Regions from separate parts of the Mus musculus genome. Here regions 1 and 3 are each linked to region 2. Evidence: chromatin contacts called from public promoter capture Hi-C data. All regions are on one chromosome and are shown on one strand. Each heading gives the region's core, a stretch centred on a gene start, on an enhancer-like site or on the middle of the called end of the contact. The rest is flanking DNA. Distances are from core to core; before and after follow the strand shown. Region 1 holds the start of Wnt9b (wingless-type MMTV integration site family, member 9B). Region 2 holds the start of Kansl1 (KAT8 regulatory NSL complex subunit 1). Region 3 holds the start of C130046K22Rik (RIKEN cDNA C130046K22 gene).

Evidence for each region. Promoter capture Hi-C pulls out the DNA fragments that hold promoters and counts their contacts.
Region 1: a promoter capture Hi-C map of macrophages shows a contact between it and region 2, with 5 read pairs. The contact joins the promoter of Wnt9b here to the promoter of Kansl1 in region 2. A contact is called at or near these places in 1 of 39 promoter capture datasets (macrophages) and 1 of 115 datasets of contacts at active chromatin or transcription factors (astrocytes).
Region 3: a promoter capture Hi-C map of liver shows a contact between it and region 2, with 2.7 times the contacts expected there. The contact joins the promoter of C130046K22Rik here to the promoter of Kansl1 in region 2. A contact is called at or near these places in 1 of 39 promoter capture datasets (liver) and 1 of 115 datasets of contacts at active chromatin or transcription factors (memory CD8 T cells).

The regions. Positions count from the first base shown.
Region 1 is chr11:103,747,866-103,751,988 of GRCm38.p6, reverse strand. It overlaps Wnt9b (wingless-type MMTV integration site family, member 9B), which reads left to right and starts at 2,168. Exons shown (of 4, transcript NM_011719.4): 1 at 2,168-2,302. The coding sequence starts at 2,220.
Region 2 is chr11:104,440,473-104,444,489 of GRCm38.p6, reverse strand. Kansl1 (KAT8 regulatory NSL complex subunit 1) reads left to right here and starts at 2,170. Exons shown (of 15, transcript NM_001372459.1): 1 at 2,170-2,765.
Region 3 is chr11:103,695,549-103,699,585 of GRCm38.p6, reverse strand. C130046K22Rik (RIKEN cDNA C130046K22 gene) reads right to left here and starts at 1,862. Exons shown (of 3, transcript NR_102389.1): 1 at 1,714-1,862. Gosr2 (golgi SNAP receptor complex member 2) reads left to right here and starts at 1,863. Exons shown (of 6, transcript NM_019650.4): 1 at 1,863-1,956. The coding sequence starts at 1,928.

The DNA.
Region 1 (4,123 bases), core at 919-3,418, 690 kb after region 2:
GGTTCAAACACCCAGGGAGTCCCATGTACACACAGGGAGGGGGATTGCTGTGGGAATCCCTATTGCCAGCAATGAGAAGCTGTCTCCGGTGCCCTGCGGAGCTGTGGGGGCCACAAAGTGGAAGCAGCATTGGGAGGTTTCCTGCTCAGAGCCGCCCAGGAGGCAAAGCCCTGATCTGGTCCTAACTTGGGAAGGAAGGAGCCTTGGGGCGGGGCCCACTGTCCTGGCTGTTGGGATTCAAGATCATAGAATGAGCACTTTCTGTGCCTCATTCTCTAACCACCAAGGTCTGGGTTGAATCTTAAGGTTTCCTTCCAACCTTCTTCAAGTTCAGCCTGACAGCAACAGGCAGCTGTGTCACTTGGGGGACCGTTGTTCCCTCTTCCCATCATCTTGTCTTCTCTGTGCATATGTACTTGTGGGCTTTAGGACAGGAAGGGCAGTCGGAGCAACCCAAGGTGAACTCCCTCCCTCCTTCTCTGCCAACAGTAGGGTGCCAGTGGGTACTGCTGGGTGTTGCTGATATCTTCCTGTTAGCTTAGTCCTCAGCACTCTCTTGGACTCACACAGGTCCCTCTGAGCTCCCTTTGCCTCTGAGCCTCCTGGATCCCCCTGTCACACTTTTACAATAGAGGAGACAGAGCCAGATTCTGCCAGCTTGCTGAGATGACCGCACACATGTCTCCCCATGCTGTCATACACGTGACCATAACGATGGCTTAAAATCAGCCTTGGAGGGGACACTTACATCCACAGTCCAGAAACCAATGAACAAATCACAGAAATCACGCAGCAATCCCTCATCCCCCAGCAGAGTAAACATCAGCCCACGGTGCTGGGCTCCTGCCTGCAGGCATAACAACCCACACCTCACTACCTCCTCTCTGACATCTCATCTACACAAAAATCTTGTCAGTTCTTTGTCATCCTCCCTGTTTCACGTCTGGAATTCGTAGTTCACGTGGTTGAATTCCAGGTCTCTGAAGCCTATGTTGGGCCTTGCAGCCTCAGTAAACAGGACCACCAGATTTGATAGGACCACAGAGCTGTGGTAGCAAAGGGTCATGTGGCTACTGAGTTGCTCCACAGTGAAACAGCTCAAAGAGGCTCACCACCATAGCCAAGTTTCCTCTGTTGCAACAGCTTGATGTCAGAACTGGCATAAATCTTCCTCGTTCCAGGCCGATATCCTCCACAAAGCCAAGGTCACTGTCACCCAATGTTCTAACTCCATGTCTAGTTTCTTTCTTTTCCTTCCTTCCTTCCTGCCTCTCTTTGACATTTTGCACCAAGATTTGACATTCATTAAAGCCAGATTGTGGCTTTTTGCTTGATTTGGCTCAGTGTTCAAGATGCCCAAAGGCGTTTGAAAGCTCATTTGGTTGTATGTCTCCTTCCTAGACTGATGTCACCCCTGCTTCGTTGTAAGAATTGGAGTCAAACTTTTTTTTTTCTTAAAGCAACAGGCAGCATTGAGGCCCAACACTAAGGAGATTCACGTTTTATATGATGGAGATCTGGCTTCTATGCATCTAGGGAGTCCGCTTCCTCCTGCTTCTGTGGCTCTGCCTCACTCCTCAGACAGTGTAAATTTTTGACCAGTAATAGTGTTGTCGTCATACGAGAGCCCTTTACACCTCCGCCGATGGCTGTCAGTTTCGTGTTTAAGAGCAGGTACCCTCTGTATGAGGTTCTATGTCTAAGAGTCCTCCTAGCCAATGGACATGAATGTCTCCCGCTGTTGGGGAAGGACTCTGCGCAGGACCTCTCTCTCAGCCTTCGGAATCCCTGAGCAAAGAAAGCTGAACTCGCTCTACAGAATAGTGACGACCACGAACTTTTGCTATACAGAGATCGCGCACCCGAGCATCTCTCCCGGGAGAGGCGGCATCTCTGAGGCAGCACCTCCTAGGTCCCCAGAACCCCAATCCTCTCCAGGGCCAGGGTCCCACACGGTCCGCCTTCTTTGCTGGAGTGGGCGCGGCTCCAGGTGAGCACTCACCTGAGAAGGGGAGGGGCCTGCTGCTGACCCCTCCCACAACAGGGCGGGCAGAGTTCGGCGGAGCCTATGGGGCGAGGGGCTCGCCGGCTGCGAGGCTCCCTCCCCGGGCCGCTCGCGCTCCGCCCTACCGGGTTTAAAGCCCCGCGGGCGGCTGGTGGCGGCGCTACGAGCGCCTAGTGGCGCGAGGAGATGCGAGAGTGCACCGGCCGCCTGCACCATGCGCCCCGCGCCCGCGCTGGCCCTGGCTGCGCTCTGCCTGCTGGTGCTGCCTGCCGCTGCCGCCGCCGCCGCCTACTTCGGGTCAGTGCCGGTCGCGTCCCCTCGCTCCGTATGCCCTGCCCCCGGCTCGGGTCCCTGCGAGGCCTCGAACTCAGCCCTTTGCTCAGGTGGACCCCGATCGCTTTGAGGGCGCATTTCCCTCCCAAATCTCCATCCCTCGCTCTCTGTGCTCAGACTTAATCTCCCTTTCTCGAGTCTACCAAGTCTAGGTCCCTTGCGCTTCCCGGTTCCTCTGCCGGGCGGCTGTCAGACTGCAGACTGGAGCTCGGCTTGCGCAGGGGATCCTGACCTGACACCCCTGATACGCCCTTGTCCGCGCAGGTCCAAGCGTCGGTCCTGGGCTCTCATGTCCTCTTCAGATCTTTCTCGGTACCCTCTATGTCCCCATCCTGGACTCCGTCCAGCTACACTTTTTGCTTGCGATTTCAGTATCCTTTGCTTTCTCCCTGCAGAGCTGGGACCCGGACACCTGGCTGGGTAGAGGGATAGGTGGGTAGGGGTGGGGAGGAAGCTGAGAGTTTTGTTGATCCAAGGTTGTGGGAGATCCTGGGACCGCGGGGCACATTAGTTAGATGCTTAAAGAACTGTACGGTGAGGAAGTGCGACCAAATTAAACCCCAGAGGATAGGGTTTATGGGAAAGAGAGGGAGAGAGGCCCATCTGGGGGTGTCCATGGTTAGAAAAATAACAATAGCTTCTGGTGTGATACCTGGAGAGTGAGTCTCAAGGGAAATAATTGAGGGAAGCAAAATGGCATTTGTCTGCAAATGTCTTCACTGACTCTGGATTGAAGATACTTGGTGAGGGTTGGGCGTGGCGGTGATGGTAGGGATCATGGATTTTAAAAATCACCTCAACCCAAAGCAGGCTCCAAATGCTTAACTTTAAACATTGCCTTTTTCTTCCAGTTACATCCCTAGTCAGGCAAGGCTCACAATCCAAGCACAGCAGAGGCTGATCTCAGGAAACCACCATAGGGTGTGAGGGTCCAGGGGCAACCTCACCGGCTTGAATAAGGGATGTAGGCTAATTTCCAGGTCATGACCTCTGGCTAAAATGTACCTGAGTTATAAGCAGCAACCTCCCCAGAAGTATATGGGGAGGGATGGTCAGTCTCAGTCCTAGTGGAGGTCCCTGCTGATGATCTGGGAGGACCATTCAGTTCCTGGGGACTCAGTATCTCCGTTTGACCCGCGCCCAGAACAGCAGACATGTTCATTGCCAAGAACTTGCCCCAGTGGACACGACTCAAGGGAGAGGACACAAGCTCTGAGTTCAGTCCTGCCACTTTCACGGCACTGCGTGTCTGGCCTGTAGAATGTGGATAAGAGTGTCTGAGGGGAGCGCATAGAAAGCTCTTAGAACAGTGGCTAGCATGTAGTAAAAACTCAGGTAATGCTATTGAGGATGACGGTAGAGGAAACCAAGAGGGTTCTGGGTATCCCAGACTCAAGTGTCTCTCTGAGCTGGAATAGAGGAGCAACTGACCCCAGACTGTTTCCACGATTCTTTTCTTTCTTTGGGTTTTATGGTTGGAGACAGGAGTGAAGGTCCGATGATGTGGGAAGAGAAGGGTTCCAGGAGGCCTGGACCACACTGGCTGGTATGCTGGAAGGGAACAGATTTGGGGCCTGGGGAGCAAGGGACAATCTTGAAAGTAACAGGGGAGATGGTTAGTTATGGAGAGAGAGAGAGAGAGAGAGAGAGAGAGAGAGAGCTTGATTTTGGGGTCCTTCCTTGAAAGAGCTGAAAAGATACACATACAGGCTTCATGCTGTTAACTGTTTGGGCTCAGGGAACGGGCAGGACTCATCAGGGCAAACTCTCATGTGACTTAGGTGG
Region 2 (4,017 bases), core at 921-3,420:
TCATGCTTTCCCCACCCCCACTGAAATGCTGGAATTGAATGCATGTGTCAATATGCTTGAGTTAGGTAGTGAAGTTTCTGTTGTGGTTTTTTTGTTTGTTTGTTTGTTTTGTTTTTGTTTTTTGAGACAGGGTTTCTCTGTGTAGCTCTGGCTGTCCTGGAACTCACTCTGTAGACCAGGCTGGCCTCGAACTCAGAAATCTGCCTGAGTGTCTATACCCAGCTGTCACAGAACTCAGTATGTAGAACAGGCTGGCCTTGAACTCACAGAGTTCTCCTGCATCTCTTTTCCTAGTGCTGAAATTATAAATGGCATGCAGCACCATGACTGTGTAGATAGTCAAGATTTTAAGAGTTTGGATAGTTAATAACATTGTTATAAAGAGTTTCTTTCACTAATATTTAAGAAATTAAATTTAAGAATATTGTAGAAAGCTTTGCCTTATTTTCATTCAGCTAATTTAGATTTTGTTATCTTCAGATTAGGGCTCTAGGTCACCATCTGTTGGTCCTGTAATTATGTATAAACATCCTCTGTGGCATTACTGTTTATGTGAATATATATGCTCTCTCTCTCGCGCACACACACACACATACATACACACACATGCAAACACACAATCTTACCTGTATTATAAGTTAAAAAGCCCAAACTATTGATCTTTTTTGGATGCATATGTAAATATGTATACATCTATCAGTTTATCCCTGTGTATTGACTCTATGTTGTCTCCTGCCTTTGATATTTGAAAACCAAGATCATGTTTGAGAGTGTAATTTTAAAAATGCAGATGGAAATTCAAGAGAAATATAGATGCAGATACTGCAGAAACTTGTTGAGTTAGAGACTTTGTGGGCTAATGAAAACTGGTCTATAACAATAGTTTTTTTTTTTTGAGGAGCTGAAGTGACACATAACACCGGATACTGGTTTGGTAAACCACACAAAGTATTGAGCATTTTACATCTTCCTTTTGGTAGACTCTACTCTTCTCATCTGCTGAGCTTGGTGATTTAGTTGTTGGAACAAGTTTTATGCTATTTGATTTTGGTGAGTCCTAATAATCTTTGGACATGGTTAGCTTTAAAGGGTGGTGGATTTGTACTGTGTAATGTGTCACTTTGCGTTATATTAAGTTTTCTAAGTCCAGAAAATGTTCTCTGATATTAAACCTTATTTGGGAGGAAGGAACCGATATCGTGCTGACAAACTAGAGTCAAGAGTAATTAGGTGCCACTACTTTTAAGTCAACGCTGGTAAGAACATGACAGGTTTGCTTTTGTTGTTCATTGTTAAACTTTTAGCGGGTCTGTGAACTTTAATTTGGTAGTAGCAGGAAACAAAAAAATTACTGTGTAATGAATGCGTTTTTGCCTATTTTGGCGGATCTGACAAATCAAGAAGCCTAAAACAACACGCGGGCTTAACGAAAACTACAGTTCCCAGCGGGCCCGGCGCTGGTGGGCCATCATTTCCCCTCTAGCTCCCAGCTGCCCCTGCCCGGGCTAGCCCCGAGTCGGTCCTAGCTCGCGCCTGCGCAATGGCGTCCGCTTATTTTTTGGTTTGGCGGCTGCAGAGCGTGGCGCTAGGGCTAGCAGCCAGCCGTGTGCTGCAGTGTACAGAGCAGGGTGTAGGACAAAGGGCGGGTGGCAGGGACCGCGTCACTGGTCAGGGAGCTTCCTGCCCGTCTCAGAGCACGGTTGGCCCTGGGGTAGTGTGGCCGCAGCAGCTTCTTCATTCACTGCACACACAGTTCTTCGCTCACGTCCTCTAGCTCTGCTGTGTCAGTCCGCCCTCCCCTCAAACCGGCGCGCAGCACCGCCAGCCACAGAGCCGAGGGAATGTGACGGCATCAGCGCCTCAGGTTAGCCTCACCTCGATCGAAGCGAGGGCCCCGCGTCGCTTGCCGCAGTGCCGCGTGTCGCTGCCGCACGTATCAGGCACCAGGCACCGGTTTCCGCAAACAGAGGCGCAGAAGCAGCGGCCGCGGCTAGGAGCCATGACTGAGGCGGCGGCGGCCGCGCCTCCTGGCAGCCCGCGGGGGCGGCGAGGCGGGCGCCCCCTGGCGGCGCGCCGGGGCGGAGCGGCCCGCCGCAGCCGCAGCCGGCGGAGGCGCTGCTGTCCCTCCTCCCCGTGTCCCCGGCACTCGCCCGCTCGCTTGCTCGCTCCATTCTCCCTCCGCTTCAGATTAAAGGGGGGGAGGGAAAAGGAGCTCGGCCGCCATTTTCCCAGTGCCGCCGCCGCCACCGCCACCGCTCGCTGAGCCGGCGGGAGAACCAAGCGCCGTAGCGAAGCCGACTCGTCTCGCCGCGGCGGCTTGGGGGGCGGCCGAAGTGCGCTCCCCGGCCGGGAAGAAGCTCCCGGGGTGGCGGCCGGGGTGCGGGCGCGGGCTGCAGACGGCGGCGCTTGTTTGTGCGGGGCGGGGGGGGCAGCTTTACCCTCTGCCCCCGCCCGCCCGGGGCTGCGGTCCCCGCCGTGCCCAGGCCGGGTCGGAACGGAGGAAGGCCGGAGAAAGGGCCCGAAAGAGAAGAAAAAGCAGCCGCTCCCCGCCGCCGCCGCCTTCCCCTCCCCCTCCGCCTCGCCCCCCCGCCCGGAAAGTCAGGGCGGCTCCGGGCGCCGGGGGGGAGGAGAGCGGCGGGCCGGGCCGGAGCAGCAGCCGCGCGCCCCCGCCCGCTGGTCCTCGGCGCCCAGGCCGGGGGGCTGTTTGCAAACTGCGCCCATTTTGTGGGGCCGAATCCGCCCGGGCTACGCTCCTCCATCACGTGGTAGGTGCTGCTGCTGCTCCTTTCCTCCTCCTCCCGCTGCCCTTTCTCCTTCTCCTCGCTCTCCCTGTGGTTCCCATTTCTCCCTCTCTTTGTTAGTTGTAACTAGAAAGGCTGGGCAGGGGAAGAAAAATCCCCGGAACTTTAAATGGCCTCTCCGGGCTTCCCCGCTGCGGGTCCGGGCTGGGAGTCGCCCCAAGGGCGGGGGTGTGCGGGGGCCCTTCCCCACCAGCTGCCGCCTCGTTCGCTGGGCTTTCCTTTGGCGTTCTATTTAAAAAGGCGGCCTGGAGAACCTGGTTTATTTCCGAAAAAAAAAAAAAAAAAAAGCAAAAACAAAAAGACCAAAAACAAACTCTTGCTCTCGCCTTGAACTTCTCTTGACTGCAAAAGGTCTTTCTTTGCTCAAACACATCTTGCATGTCTGTCTCACGGTTTGTATCACAACTCTGATTGTTAACATTTTTTGTTGCTTAAATATTGAGGTCATTTGCGTTTTCGGATCTAGTCTCAGGCAGCCCTTTTTTTCAACTAAAGAGGAAGAGGCATTTATTTGCTTTTAAGTGAGTTGGAATCTTACTGCTTTTGGGGGGGCCTGTTTTCGGACTGACGGCCTTTGATTCTCAGCAAATAGTTTATAATTGTTTTCCGTATTGTAAACAATCTTACTCCCATGTTTTACCTAGAAATCCTTTTGTTTTCCAATGTTGGAATCCCAATGTGGATTTTTAGAGAAACTCGTTACTTAACTATTGCTTATTGATTGCCTTAGGGGAAAAGGGGTGACATGATGGCGCCACTTTAAATTGCTCTTTCCTCCGCCTGTTTTTTCCTCCTTTATCCTGGAGGTCACTGGAGCATTTTCCGTGACCTATTAATAAAACCGCACTTGAGGGTGTTAGCTGTACAACTCTTAGGGGTTAGAATTTGGTACCTTAAAGATTGAGAAACCCGAATCCTGCAGTCCCCAAAGTTAAGAGAAATCTCGCTAGTCCTCCAACCTAGCTTTCCTCCCCTCCATTCACAATCCTGGTGTTGCCATATCCTTCGTCACGTGGCTAGCAATCATTGTGGGGTTTTGTTTGTTTGTTTGGGGGGGTGTATGTTAATATTTTAAGCTGTAGCCAAGTAAGTGTCCCTCTGCCCATTAGAGAGATCACAATGCTCTAGGGTTTTTTTTTTTTAATACATTCGGAGAACATTTTAAAATAAACGATAAAATTACATAATCCTTGCCTTGCATAATCATGATATAGTT
Region 3 (4,037 bases), core at 613-3,112, 740 kb after region 2:
CCAAGTCACAGTGAGGAGAGAAGCCACCAGCGGATGCTGTTACACAGTACAGGCAATACCTTCACTAGCAAAGCACAGTAATGGTTTGGGTCAGTAATCCCCAGCAGTGGGAAGTGTGCACAGCATCCTGGGTGCCAACGCAGTCAGCACTAGCAAATGGCACAAGGAATTGGAAAGGCAGGGAAAGTTACTGAGACTGATGCATTCAGGCCCTGAAGACCTGTGGCATTATAAATAATAACAGCTTTGTTTTCTTTTGTTTTTCATGGTGGTCAGAAATAGCACATTCAAAAATAAAGGACAAGAACAGGTATAGTTACTGGGCCCACAGTGGATAGTATAAGGAATCTTTGCTGTATTTATTACAAAAAAAGGGAATATTATAAAAATGAATACCATCCATCCTGGCAGCAAAGTCATGGTGGCAGGCAGCTTCATGGTGCTGGGAATGGAGGCAGCTACTCACTGCACCTCAGCTGAGCAGAAAACAAAGGAGAAGACTGGCACTTTCCCCCTATTACTTATTTTTTTCCTGTTCTTATAAATCTGTAATATAATTTAAAATCAAAATGCCTATAGAGCAAAGACCCACAAAGATTTGACCTGGGACCTCACACAAGTCAGAGACAATTCTACTGAGACACACACAAGCACACATATACATACTTCCCTGTGCATCCCTCACCAGCAAAGTACTAAAAAACTAAGGATACAGCCTTTTATCTATGCCCCGCCCCCACGCTACTCAACCTTAGCTAAAGTGCACCATTCCCACAAACCCTCTATCGGTTCTTGAAGGCCCCCCATGCTTTCTTGATCCATGAACCCCTACTGCTCTTCTCCAGGCAAATGGTCCTTAGTCATACCCTAAATGTTGATTGTTAATTCAGCTTTAAAATAAGGACTTTCTCAATAGACAGCGAAACACCAGGAATGTGTTTTACCTGGGTTCCTATCCTACATATCTGTGCATGGTGCATAGTAGATGTTCAATAAATGGGAGTGGAACTGGGAAATGTAATGTTAGGGAAAGAATGAATATGGGCGGGCAGTCTCTTGGGACATAAAACTGGGAGGGATGCAGGATACAGGAAAATCCAAGCTTCAGCTCACCAAAGGAAGAGGAACAACTCCTCCCTTGGGAGGAACTGTAGATAAGAACCTAGATGGATGGAAATGAGATGGGCCTAGGTGAAGACAAGTGTTTGAACCTTTCCAAGTCCTAATCCAAATGTCACCCGCCCTTCATGTCTTTAAAAACAATTTCCTATTGACCACAACACCAGCCCAGCTCATTATCTTTGTATTTATTTGGATGTTCTACCATTATCTTTGTACTTATTTGGAATGTTTATTTGTATACAGATCGTAGTTCCTTCTCTAGTCCAACCTCTTGAAGAACAGGGAAATTTTGGTTGTTCCACGTCATATGCTAACCACTCACTCACTGTGGGTTTACTAAAAATGAGCCGGAGATGGGAAGACTAGTGGGCGGACTAGTTCGAGGCAGGAAAAGCACGCGTCGTGAGGAAGTGAGATTCCCCAGACCTGTAATTACACACTCCAAGGAGAAGCCAAGCCCGACCGCGGGGCGGAGAGCGACGTAGAGAGTCGCCGGCGACTTCTCGGGGGAGGCTCTGACGTCAGTGCCTCGCGACCGTCCTCTCCGCTACCTGATTCAATCCCGGAGCTGGACTTTAGCAAAAAACTCACCCCCGCCGCTCTCCGCGAGCTCCGGCCCGGAGCCACACCCATCCCTCGCGTCCCGCTTTCCTTCCGCGCAACCCCGTCTCCGACCTCACAACCACCACGGGACAGGCACACTCGCGGGCGCCCTACTCAGCAGGGCGGGCCCTGAGACCGGAAGCCGGAAGTGGGGTTGTGAGGACGTGTTCCGAGGAAGCCGCAGGCCGGCTAGGCCGGCGTCATGGAGCCCCTATACCAACAAACGAACAAGTGAGGGCTGCGTCGGGGAGCGGGCTGGGCTCCGCCCGGGCTGCGGCCCCTAGGGCTCGGGGCTCTGGGGACTGTCATTGTGGAGGTTTCCGCTCGGGCTGCTCCGCATCTCTTAGCCCCTGGTGCGATGCTCTTAGCCGAAGGGGATCGAGCCGGGGCGCGAAGGCTTGGGCCCGGTAGCTCTTGGCCGCAAGCCGTGACTGCCTATTGGCAAGGGAAAGCAGCGCCCCTAGGTTACAGCACTTGATCCAGCACCTGCCAGCTTAGTCCTCCGGGTTGGTAGAGCTTAGAGAACAGAGAAAACTGTTGCCGAGGCTTGTGTCTATGAATCTATTGCTTAAGTGGGAGTGTCAGGGGTTGTACGAAAGAAGTATTTTGTGTACTTGATTGGACATTTAAAGAACTTATTTTTGTGACACAAAGACGGGCAGGTAACTAGTGACTATTTTTGTGAGTCATATCTGATTACAAGTTAGCCTTAAGGAAATTGAAATTGAGTCTTAGATTAGCTTTTCATAACTAAGTTTCCTTGGTGGGTCCTTTTTTTTTTTTTTTTTTTTTTTTTTCCATACCGTCCTTTGTTTTGGGAACTTGCAGTGTTATGCAGCTAGACACCATGAGGGGCCACATACCTATGTTAGTTTAAGAACTTTCTATTGATTGTATGACAGCACTGAAAAATCTTATTCCTTGGGCCTGAAAAATGACATAAACTAGTCATCCTGCCTCCCCAGGAAACTCATAACAAAAAGAATGGAAATAAGATGGTGGTTATTCTCTTTTTACCTTTTTTTTTTTTAAATTTGTTTATTATATGTAAGTACACTGTAGCTGTCTTCAGACACCTCAGAAGAGGGCATCAGATCTCATTGCAAATGGTTGTGAGCCACCATGTGGTTGCTGGGAATTGAACTCAGGACCTTCGGAAGAGCAGTCAGTGCTCTTAACCTCTGAGCCATCTCTCCAATCCCCCTTTTTACTTTTGTCAACAAAATGTTTGATTTGGGTGGGGGAAAATAAACTACATTGTAATGACAATTTGCATATTATATAATAAGTGTAGGAAGAGATTTTAAAAGACTATCCTGTGAGTCACGTGGAAAAGGAATGAGGCAGAAAATTGCCCTCATTTACTAAGAACGGATCCTTTCCATAGCAAGACACATGGACCTAGCAGAGCGGTGAGTTAATCTGCTAGTTGCTGAATTGACAGAACAGTGTCAGAACATACTCGTCTCACTAGAACTTTGAACTGATTCTGTGATTATCTCTAACTGTGAAGGTACGTTGACATAAAATCGATTATTTAAAGTCATATAGCTGGAAAAGTCCTGAGCACTGAGTGGATGAACAAAACAAAAAAAAAAGAAAGAAAGAAAGACAGGATGTTTTACATTAGCAATATTCTACTAGGATGAGCTTTAAAGAGAATCCAGTAGGCTTCCATTTTGGGTACTCATGTTCATAAAAGATACATTTGTCCCTTGTGTTGTCTAGCTGCCATCCTGGAATTCATCTTTAGATAGTTTGGAGTAAGTAGGTCTCAGACACAAACAGCTCTGGAGTGATCACGCAGGCTTTTCTGGTGGTTTTACTCAGTAGTTAGTTTTAAGAATTATTATCTCAAGATCAGTTTGTCAGCTTGCCTTAGGAGGTAAAGACTAGCTATGGAGGTAGAGTGGAAGACGTGACAATAACCAAGTGCATGTGAAAACTGTGGGCGTGTATGTGTTGTGTGGGTGTGTGTACATTCAAGATGGGATTCTATTACATAGCTGAGGTTAGCCTATAAGTTGTGGTGTAGCTTAGACTGGCCTTGAACTTACAGTCCACCTGCTTCTTTGTCCTGTGTGCTAAGATGACAGGTGAGCACCACTATATCCACTACTTACTAACTTCCTCCCTTCCTTCCCGTCATGTCCCATCCTGTCTGATCCAGTCCCTCCCAACCAATCAACCAACCTCCCTCCCTCTCTTCCTCTGTTCATTCGTCCTTTTCTTTCTTCATCCGTTTGTTTGTTTGAGGTAGAGTCTCACTTTGTAGCCCTGGCTGACCTGGGACTCACTATGAAAACTAGACT